Regions from separate parts of the Mus musculus genome. Here region 2 is linked to region 1. Evidence: chromatin contacts called from public promoter capture Hi-C data. All regions are on one chromosome and are shown on one strand. Each heading gives the region's core, a stretch centred on a gene start, on an enhancer-like site or on the middle of the called end of the contact. The rest is flanking DNA. Distances are from core to core; before and after follow the strand shown. Region 1 holds the start of Mndal (myeloid nuclear differentiation antigen like). Region 2 holds the start of Ifi211 (interferon activated gene 211).

The links. Promoter capture Hi-C pulls out the DNA fragments that hold promoters and counts their contacts.
Region 2: a contact with region 1 is called in a promoter capture Hi-C map of macrophages, with 11 read pairs. The contact joins the promoter of Ifi211 here to the promoter of Mndal in region 1. A contact is called at or near these places in 1 of 39 promoter capture datasets (macrophages), 1 of 484 Hi-C or Micro-C datasets (B cells), 2 of 115 datasets of contacts at active chromatin or transcription factors (heart atrium and memory CD8 T cells) and 1 of 9 other capture datasets (adipose tissue).

The regions. Positions count from the first base shown.
Region 1 is chr1:173,877,711-173,882,366 of GRCm38.p6, forward strand. It overlaps Mndal (myeloid nuclear differentiation antigen like), which reads right to left and starts at 2,477. Exons shown (of 10, transcript NM_001170853.1): 1 at 2,441-2,477; 2 at 2,215-2,280.
Region 2 is chr1:173,910,764-173,915,419 of GRCm38.p6, forward strand. Ifi211 (interferon activated gene 211) reads right to left here and starts at 2,283. Exons shown (of 7, transcript NM_001033450.4): 1 at 2,051-2,283.

The DNA.
Region 1 (4,656 bases), core at 1,227-3,726:
CTTGGAGGTAAAAGTACGTGTAGAAACTGCCAGAGAGAATAGAAACTTTTTTCCAAGAGTTAAGGGTTAGGGATTAATCACTATCCTTCTGAGAATGTATCAAGAATAGGACCACAACTATTTCACACAAAAATGATATGTAAGCAATAGAAATTAAATTTATACTTTTATCTATATAGGTTACTGTATATATATATACCCCCAAATCTTCCATAACGATATAGACGCCACATCCTTGAGTCATAGAATACAGGAAAATCAGGTTATACTGACCCAGAAGCTACATTCTAACTATGCACACTTTGTTGTGCACACTATGCAGAGAAACACAATCAGAAATCTTATCCTTCTGCTCAGAAATACTTTATAAAAAGGGGGAAGAAAAATTCTAGTAGTCGGGGTGGCAGATGACTACAGGGGCACAGTGTTTGCCAAACTCCGCTGGGAAGTAGCACATGTGAGCTCAAAACAGTTGTGAAGCATCCTGAGCCTTGTGCACGTTTATGCCAGACAAAATTCACAGAAGGAAGTTAGGAGGGGAGCGGGCATTGGACACTAAGTTTAGCGGGTAGGGTAGACAGTATGTCCCTGGAAGGGATTATGGAAGGGGGTAGAGGGTGAATATAAGCAAAATGCACTTATCAAAGAAAATACGGTTCTTCTATAATGAAAATTTCAAACTTGAGTAGGTGCACCTATGCTTTAAAATGAAAACTTGATCAGAAAAAAAAAAGCGAAAAAGGAAGTACATCACCAAGGCTGACAGACAGACGGAAGAGAACATAAAGAACATCCCGGGTGAAATAACAGTAGTAGAAGCAAAACAAAACTCTGCTGATTGCCACTCTACCCGGGGGGACCTAACCAGTCCAATGACAAGGTCTGCCAATTGTTATTTAAGAAATTTACCTATAGGTTGTTCATAAAAGATTCCCCAACAGTGGAGAAATCTAAAATTAAATTCTCTAGAAACTAAAGAACATCCTATTTATCTACATTAGTGGAGCTTTAATAGAACGGAAGGCAAAACTATTATTAAATACCACAGAAAGTTAAACCCTCCCATCTTAGAAGGAGGTAGTTTTAACTATGGATTTATCAGTTAATAATAGCGCAATTCTTTGTCCTTATTTCACAGCTCTATCGAAACATGGAATATATCTTCACACAAGTACACGTATCCATACACATACATATACATCACATCCATTCAATATCTGTGAGAGCACACAAATCTGTACTTTTTTTAAAAAGATAAAAAGGAGAACCCACAGGTTTACAGTTAATATGACAGTGTAGTCACTACTGAGTAGGGTAAAAAGATCTGGAAAAATTTGGAAAGTTTGAGTAGTATAACTGAGAAACTTAGCAACACAGGTCTAATTCAGGTACAAATCTCAAATTGACATTTGAATTACAAAGTTTGAGTACACACGGAGTCCTATGCCAGAGGATACAGAAAGCCTTTAAAATATCCTAAAAGTAAACCAAGTGGACAACAGAAATGATTGTATGTAACTGACCTTCATACTCCCTATATTTTATGACAACAAAATAAAAACAAAAATAAATAAAATTTAGCCTATAAAAAGAATAACTTTCATGATGACAAAAAGTTTCTATCAGTGACTAAATACTATTCTTACTCCCTTTTTTGAAGGGGAGAGAAAGAAAGAGTTACATATGCATATTGAAACAGGAAGTATTTGAATAACTGTATTTGTGATTCTTAGGAACGTTGTACTGCACATGTCCACTAGTTCTCATGCTGTCTAATGTTAAAATAAGACCAGATGATGAAGCTACTTGTTCAAATGCATTTTTCACTGAATATTATATCACAGTAATTTTTTATATCACTAACCTGTCTTTTACTCAGTCCAGCCACCAGATTCCCCTGCACCGCCCAGCCCAGGCTACTGAAGCCTTCTTGTTTTCCATTTATTGACACTTATACTTAGAAAGCTAATTTTATAACCTGCACTAATCAAAGCTCATGTTTTCTTACCTCAAGCTCGAGGAATGGAGAAAGAAAGATGCTGTCATCATCCTGAATGCGGTATCAGAACCTGTTGCAGCAGGTTCACTGCCCTGCTGGCAGTTGAACAATCTGTGCTCTCCCCACCAGCCACTGGGAAGAACCACACTGATCCCCTATGTTCTTGTGGGTTTCATGGAGCTATCTCTTCTATATATAAAAGGGGAGAGACTTACCTCCGTGGAAATTTCTCAGCAATGTTCAGATGATAAATCTTCAGCAAGTCAGGAAATGGGGTTTCTCTGTTTTGAGTAGAAAGAGAAATGACTCAAAAAAGTACACCAGAATGCATTGCAATCTCATTAAATGCTGAGAAAATGTAGTATTTACAAAATAACAGGGAGGGGGGCAAGAGAACTGGTTAAAGTAAGTTTCTAGCTTTAGCAGGGCTGGATGCCTTACAGTGTGCTGTCTTCCTGGGGAGACTTAAGATGAAATTGGGCTCCTCCCAGCACTGTTCATAGCTTTCGATTTCCCCAGCTCTTAAAATAGAGCACTTTATTTCCTGTTATTAATGTAATTTCTAGAAAGAAGCACACACACACACACACACAAACACACACAGGAGAGAGAGAAATTGCAACACTGCATGTTTTATGTCCAGTAGACTTAAGGGTGGGTCACTAGGAATCACTCTCATCTGAAAGAAGATGAATCACAAGGAGATACAAGCAAGTCACTCAGCCACCTCACCCTTCTTTGTTTGCTCAGTATGAAAGTGGTCAGAGGGGAGCGCCTGAGAGTCTGTTGTTCCTTGGATTTGATGAAGCCTGCTAGCTCAGCTGTAATACTTTTGTTTCATGCCTGCCAGCTTGTTTGACACAAAAGCAGCTTGACTGTAGGCACAGCCAATATTGGGGAATGCCAGGGCCAGGAAGCCAGTGTGGGTTGGTTCGTGAGCAGATGGAGGGAGGAGGGGATAGGGAGTCTTCAGTGGGGAAACCAGGAAAGGGGATAACATCCTAAATGTAAATAAAGAAAACATCTAATAAAAAGAAAAAGAAAAAAAAGAAGATAAAAACATTTTAAAAATTAAAAGAAAAAGTTTGACTGAAAGAAAGGTCAATTTGACCATATTCTGAGGCTTCAACAGTCATCATCATCATCAGAAATTCCCAACCCATAGCCTTCACTCAGAGCAAAGAAAGATAGAGGACAGCTTGAAAAAAAAAAGACTTGGAAAAAGGTTGACCACCCTACAGCCCTCCCCTCACCCGCTTATGAGCTCATTATGATTTTCTGCCTATATTAACTGACCCTGGAAAATAGCTCTTGTATCTGAATTGAGCCCCTGTTCAATCAGTCTTGGGGTGTGTGTTCAATAAACCAGCCCTGTTTAACTGAGATCCGTTTCTGGGTGCTTTGTGCTGTGATCTGCAGACCACAACAGTACTTGCTTGAGCATTTCCTGAATAGGGAAATATGTGTGATGGATCACTTTTGGTTTAAGCACTTTCCAAAGCATCCATTCATTAATTCATTAGTGGTTCCTAGGCCATATTTTCCCAGAGCATAGTGTTATAAGAAACATACAACTTCAACCTCAGCTTAAAAAAAAAAAGTAATTGGGCGTAACTGCCCTCTATACTATAGCTTCACTGTCCTCTATAACTGATTAAGAAAATGACCCCTGAGATATTTTTAATGGGAAAAGACAGCAGATTGTGGGCTATGTAGTGCTAGCAGATGAAGCCTTGGAAACTCAAGGAAAAAAGCTGAACATCTGGTAGCTTCAGAGCTTAAAGCAGTGTTTGACTGACTGTTTCTTCCTTTGTAGGATAGTGGATGGTGTCTGTACTATTGTTATAGTGAGACATGGGGAAAAAGGACACCAACTACTACTGGATGCTTTATAGGAAGCTTTAAAATCAATATAGAAGCAGTGCAATTCCAGGGATACCATCACTCATCTGGCAGGGTCCACAGATTTACCTGGGTAGAAAATCATCGAGGTTTGCTTTCCAAGTGCTGGTGTTTGGCAGCTCTTGGAAACCCATGAAATTGGAAAGTGTCTTGTCTTCTTTTAACTTCTTCAAGTTCTTTTATTGTTTTAAAGTTTTCATTGTGCAAATCTTTTCCTTCTTTGGTCACTTTCATTCCAAGATATTGTATGTTTTTAGGATTTTAAAAATAGGATTGTTTACTTATTTTTATTCTTTATTTTTATTAGGTATTTTCTTCATTTACATTTCCAATGCTATTCCAAAAGCCCCCCATACCCTCCCCCCTCCCCACTCCTCTACCCACCTACTCCCACTTCTTGGCCCTGCCATTCCCCTGTACTGAGGCATATGAAGTTAAATTGGATTTTTATTTATTTACATTTCAAATATTATCCCCTTTTCCAGTTTCCCCTTGAGAAACTCCCTATCTACCCCTGACTTGACTCTCTCTGCTTCTATGAGGGCGCTCTCACCCACACACTCCTGCCTCCTCGCCCTGGCATTCCCCTACACTGGGGCATGTCAGTGAGATGGCTCAGTGGGTGAGGGTGCTTGTGGTCAAGCCTGATGACCTGGCTTAATTATCAGGATTCATAATAGAAGACGAGAACTCATTCCTGAAACTTGCCTTCCAACCTCAGTACTAGTTTCCTGACCTTTGTGATTCTTCTCAAC
Region 2 (4,656 bases), core at 1,033-3,532, 33 kb after region 1:
TCTCTGTGTAGTCCCAGCTGTCTTGGAACTCACTCTGTAGACCAGGCTGGCCTAGAACTCAGAAATTCGCCTGCCTCTGCTTCCCAAGTGCTGAGATTAAAGGCGTGCGCCACCACACCCAGCTACCTGGAACTTTTATAAAGAAACAACTCCCCAATGTTGTCCTGTGGTTTCCACATACATATTGCGATTTGTATATAATTTCTCACATCCTCCCCCAAAACACACATCAAGTATTCATTAGCCATTCAAAGGAATGAATTTCTGTCATTTGAAGTTTGATTGAATTTGACTGAAACTGGCCATAAGTATGTTAAGTAAAACACGGCATGTACAGGAAGAGAAACATCTCACGTTTCATTTATTTACAAAAATAAACTTTGTAGAAGAATGAAACGGGATAGTGGTCAGTAGGGATGACAAGAGGCAGCAGCACTGGAAAAATGAAGATGTTCAGTAAAGGACATCAAAACTCAGCACACGTCTCATCCCAAAATAGGAAATCCTAACACATACAACTATTGATTGTTGAAGACAAGGAAATGTTTGTTACTTGGACTAGACTACTACACATTATAAGTACAAATTGGCTTTATAATGTGCCATATAAAATCTTTAAGCTAGAAAAATTATTAAGTCATTTAAACTAAAAATGTAAAAGTATACAGCATTTAGAAGGCAGGGATTGGCAGAAATCTCTGAATTTGAGGCCATCCTGGACTACATAGTCATTTCTAAGCCAATCAATGCTACATAGTGGGACCTTGTCTAAAGAACAAAAACAAAATAGATCAAAACAAAACAAAAGCACAAAATGATACAATTTTTAAAGTGGTTTAGAAAAATACAATACCTTCGAATTGCTGACAAAATACTATTTGATGGATTTAAACATAGTAGAAAAATTTGATGCTGAAAGAGCAATTTAAAGACACCAAAATTCTCTGCTAATATAGGTAAGGACCATCCAAGAAACATCATAAAGCCTGGAGGCTCACTACTTAACAATGAAAGATTTCAACCCAAGAAAAGTGAAACAATTTTAATTATATAATTACCAAATAATAACAAATTTTAGTTTTACAACATTACTCCCAGGACATTAAATAGTACTATGTAGTAAAATACAAAATTAATTGTAGACATTTAAGAGGGTCATGGCAGTGGGTGTCTATGATTCAAGGCGCCAGAGTCTGAGGGAAAGACAGAAGCTGAGGCAGAGGCCAGAGGACTGTAAGTTTGAGGCTGGCCTCAGCTATGTGCCAAGTTATCGGAAACCAGGCTTGGATAATGAAATTATTCTTTAAACAGAACCATTAACAAGCAATAATATATATTTAAACAGGTATGATATTGTCTATGACTATGGTTTAAATTTTATGCATATCTCAACTACTAAAATTTAGGCAAAACAGGATAAAAAATTAGAAAAATTACAGAAGAAATTAGTAACAGTGAACAAGTTTAACTTTCCTCATGAGTATTCACCTCCAGCATGGCATGAAGAGGAGAGTATGACAAATATTGTCTCTAACATCTGATACAGAAGGGAGCTAAGAGGAGAGCTAAACATAAAAATGTCCACAATCTATTTAAATAACTGTATTAACAAAAGTGGGACATTTTTCTCTACAGGCTAATGTGAGTTATCAAGTTGTATATGAATCTCAGTTTTGTATATTCACAAAACTGGAAAGTGTGGTTTTCATTTAACATGATTTTAGTTATCAATATTTTTTGTTTCTGTCTTGTCTTTTACACAGTCCTTCACCACAAACACCTTACTCCCATGTCTTCTCTAGTGAAGATAAATGAAGAACAGTGATAAACACTAACTCATGAAAACTCATAGGAATAGAGGAGGCATCTTTATTCTGTCATCGGCTGTCTTCCTAGTGAAGCATCGGAAACCAGCTACAGCAGGTTTAATGCTGTGAGTGAAGCTGGCACCAGCCTTGGTCCTCCACCATTCAACACTGATTTTTTTCTATGGTCCTTTATATTTCACAGATAGATCTGATCACATGTTTAAGAAACAAACAGAACTCACCTTCCTGGATATTTCTGCAGTGATGTACAGATCCTGAGACCTTCACCGGGTCAAGAAGTGGCCTGCTTGGCTTGAGTAGGTAGGCAGATAAGTCAGTAAATGAGAAACTGAACAGTTGGGTGTAAAGGAAGAGGGTAGTGATTACAAAACTCTCAGAGTTGTTTCATTTCTTGAGCAGCACTGGCTGTCTCTCCCTGTGCTGTCTCCCTCGGGTGAGGAGTGCTGAAATAGCCAGGCCTACTCCCAGTTTCGTTCATAGCTTTCAATTTCCCTGGCTTTGGAAACATCTTAACTTCCTGTAAATACTGTGGTCACTATGAAAAAAAAATCACAGCTTAGTCAGGCTCACATTCTTTTCTGATGAATCTCACTAAATAAGAAAGTCCTAACCTTACAACTTTTGTAGCAAACGGATGTACACTAGCCACTAGACACAAAATTCACATACATGGTACAACCAGATCAAGGTGTTAAAACTAGCTGACCAGGGTTCTGCTCTACTTAGATAGGAGTCCTGGACAGCTAAGGTGGAGTTTTTATTGTAGTAAAGTACTCAAGGCCCAGGGAAGAGTCTAATACACTCAGGGTTTACAAGTATCAAGCCCTTTGGAAGCCAGAGAATTGTGGTTTTGAGGTCTTGCACAGACAGGCTGGTCTCCAGTTGAGCTGAGGTCTGAACTCCAAAGGGTGATAATTCAGCTACATGACACAGTAGGCATTCCCTTATGCTGCTGGAACTCTGGCTCCTGCCTAAGTTACCTCCCCCCACAGACCCCACAAGAGAAGCATGGGTAGAAGTCATGTAGGCAATGGCCCAAGCTTCTGACCTTCAGGCTAAACTCCTCCCCAGTTACCTAGCAACAGTAAAGACCATAAAAAGGGCTGTTCAGCTTCTGTTTGCTATCTTACTTGTCTCTTCTCTTACTCCTTTGTTCTCTTAACTCTCACTCTTCTCTCCTCTTTCCTTTCTCTTTGTCTTCTCCTCTCTTCTCTCTCTCTTACTCTTTCTCTCTAGCCTTCTCTCTCTCTCTCCCTCTCCCTCCCTCCCTTTTCTCTCTCTCCCTCCTCTCTCTCTCTTTTTCTAGCTTCTCTCTTATACCCCTGCATTTCTATAATAAAGCTCTAAAACCATAGAGTCTCTGCTCATCAAAATCTGCTACCCTCACTCTCGCAAGTTTTGGGAACCTCTCTTCTGCCATCCTTCTCTCCTATAACCATGGTGGCTTTAGCAAAGTAGCTCAAGGGATCCCAGGTAGGGCTGACCCTTGGCCACCCCCTGAAGAGTGGGTCAGAGGCTTGAATGCCCACCCAGGGCTGAGTGGAAAGTGTATGGCAGCTCTCCCACACCTGACAGACCAGAGAATAGGTAAAATTCTGGTGGGGTGTGGGTTTTCTCTTCCCCTGGGCCCCCTTTTTAGTTCCCAACAGCTTGTGGTTCTGGGATTTAACCACCAACTGCCAACAAGGTACTTGGAAGTTTTCATAATGAACTTCTGAAAGCAGCAGATGAAAGACAGTTTCAAACAGACAGTGCCTTTGTGACCCTGGGACCTCGAGAGTGGCTGGTGTCACAGCTGAGGTGTTATAGTTCTTGGCCCTTAAGGATTTGCAGCTGTCTGCAATGCTCCTGGTTGTCAGTCAATAGTACCTCAGTTTTCAGCTCTTCATAGCCATACTTGTCTTTATCTCTGACAGCTCTATGTCAGCTGGAGATACTGTCTGGATTTCTTCAGCTGCCTTTTCATCACACTGACCACTGTATGACTACCCCACTTCTAACACTCTATTTTCTCTCTTTTTAAAATTTTATTTAATCTTCTCTTTTTACACTCCATATTTTATCCCCCACCCGGCCCCTGGTTCACCCTCTGATTGTTCCCCACTCCATACCTACTTCCTGCCACCCTGTCTCCACAAGTATGTCCCCAACCCTATCCCTCACCTCTCCTAGACCTCCCCATTCCCTGTGGCCTTCAGTTTCTTGATAGTTAGGTGGATCTTCTCAGACTGAATACAGATCTGTCAGTCTTTTACTGGATATGTGTTGGGAGCCTCATATCAGCTGGTGTATGTTACTTGGTTGGCGTTCCAGTGTCTGAGAGATCTCATGGGTCCAGGTTAAATGAGACTGCTGGTCCACCTACAGGGTGGCCCTCCTCCCCAGCTTCTTTCATCTTTTCCCTGATACAACCCCATGGGTCAGCAGCTTCTGTCCATTGGGTGGGTGGAAGTACCTGCAGCTGACTTTTTCAGCTGCTGGTTGGGTCCTTCGGAGGGCAGTCATAATCGGTCCCTACTTGTGAGAGCTCCACAGCCTCAGTAATAGTGTCAGACCTTGCCATCAACTGGACTGTAGACAGATGTCTAGGCATAGAAATCAGCATCTGAATACATACTGTCCAAGACTTACCCCCAAACATGGATTTGTATACTTGCTGTTGTTTCTATTGTTGACTTGCAGTTTTAATCGCTGGGGGCCTCATTAAATGCAGGGTGTTATTTCAAGTTTTCAACATCTGGTAATACTTGCTTTATGCCCTAAGATGTGGTAAATTTTGAAGGAAGTTTCATGGATTTCTAAGAAAGAAGTATATTTAATGTTTAGA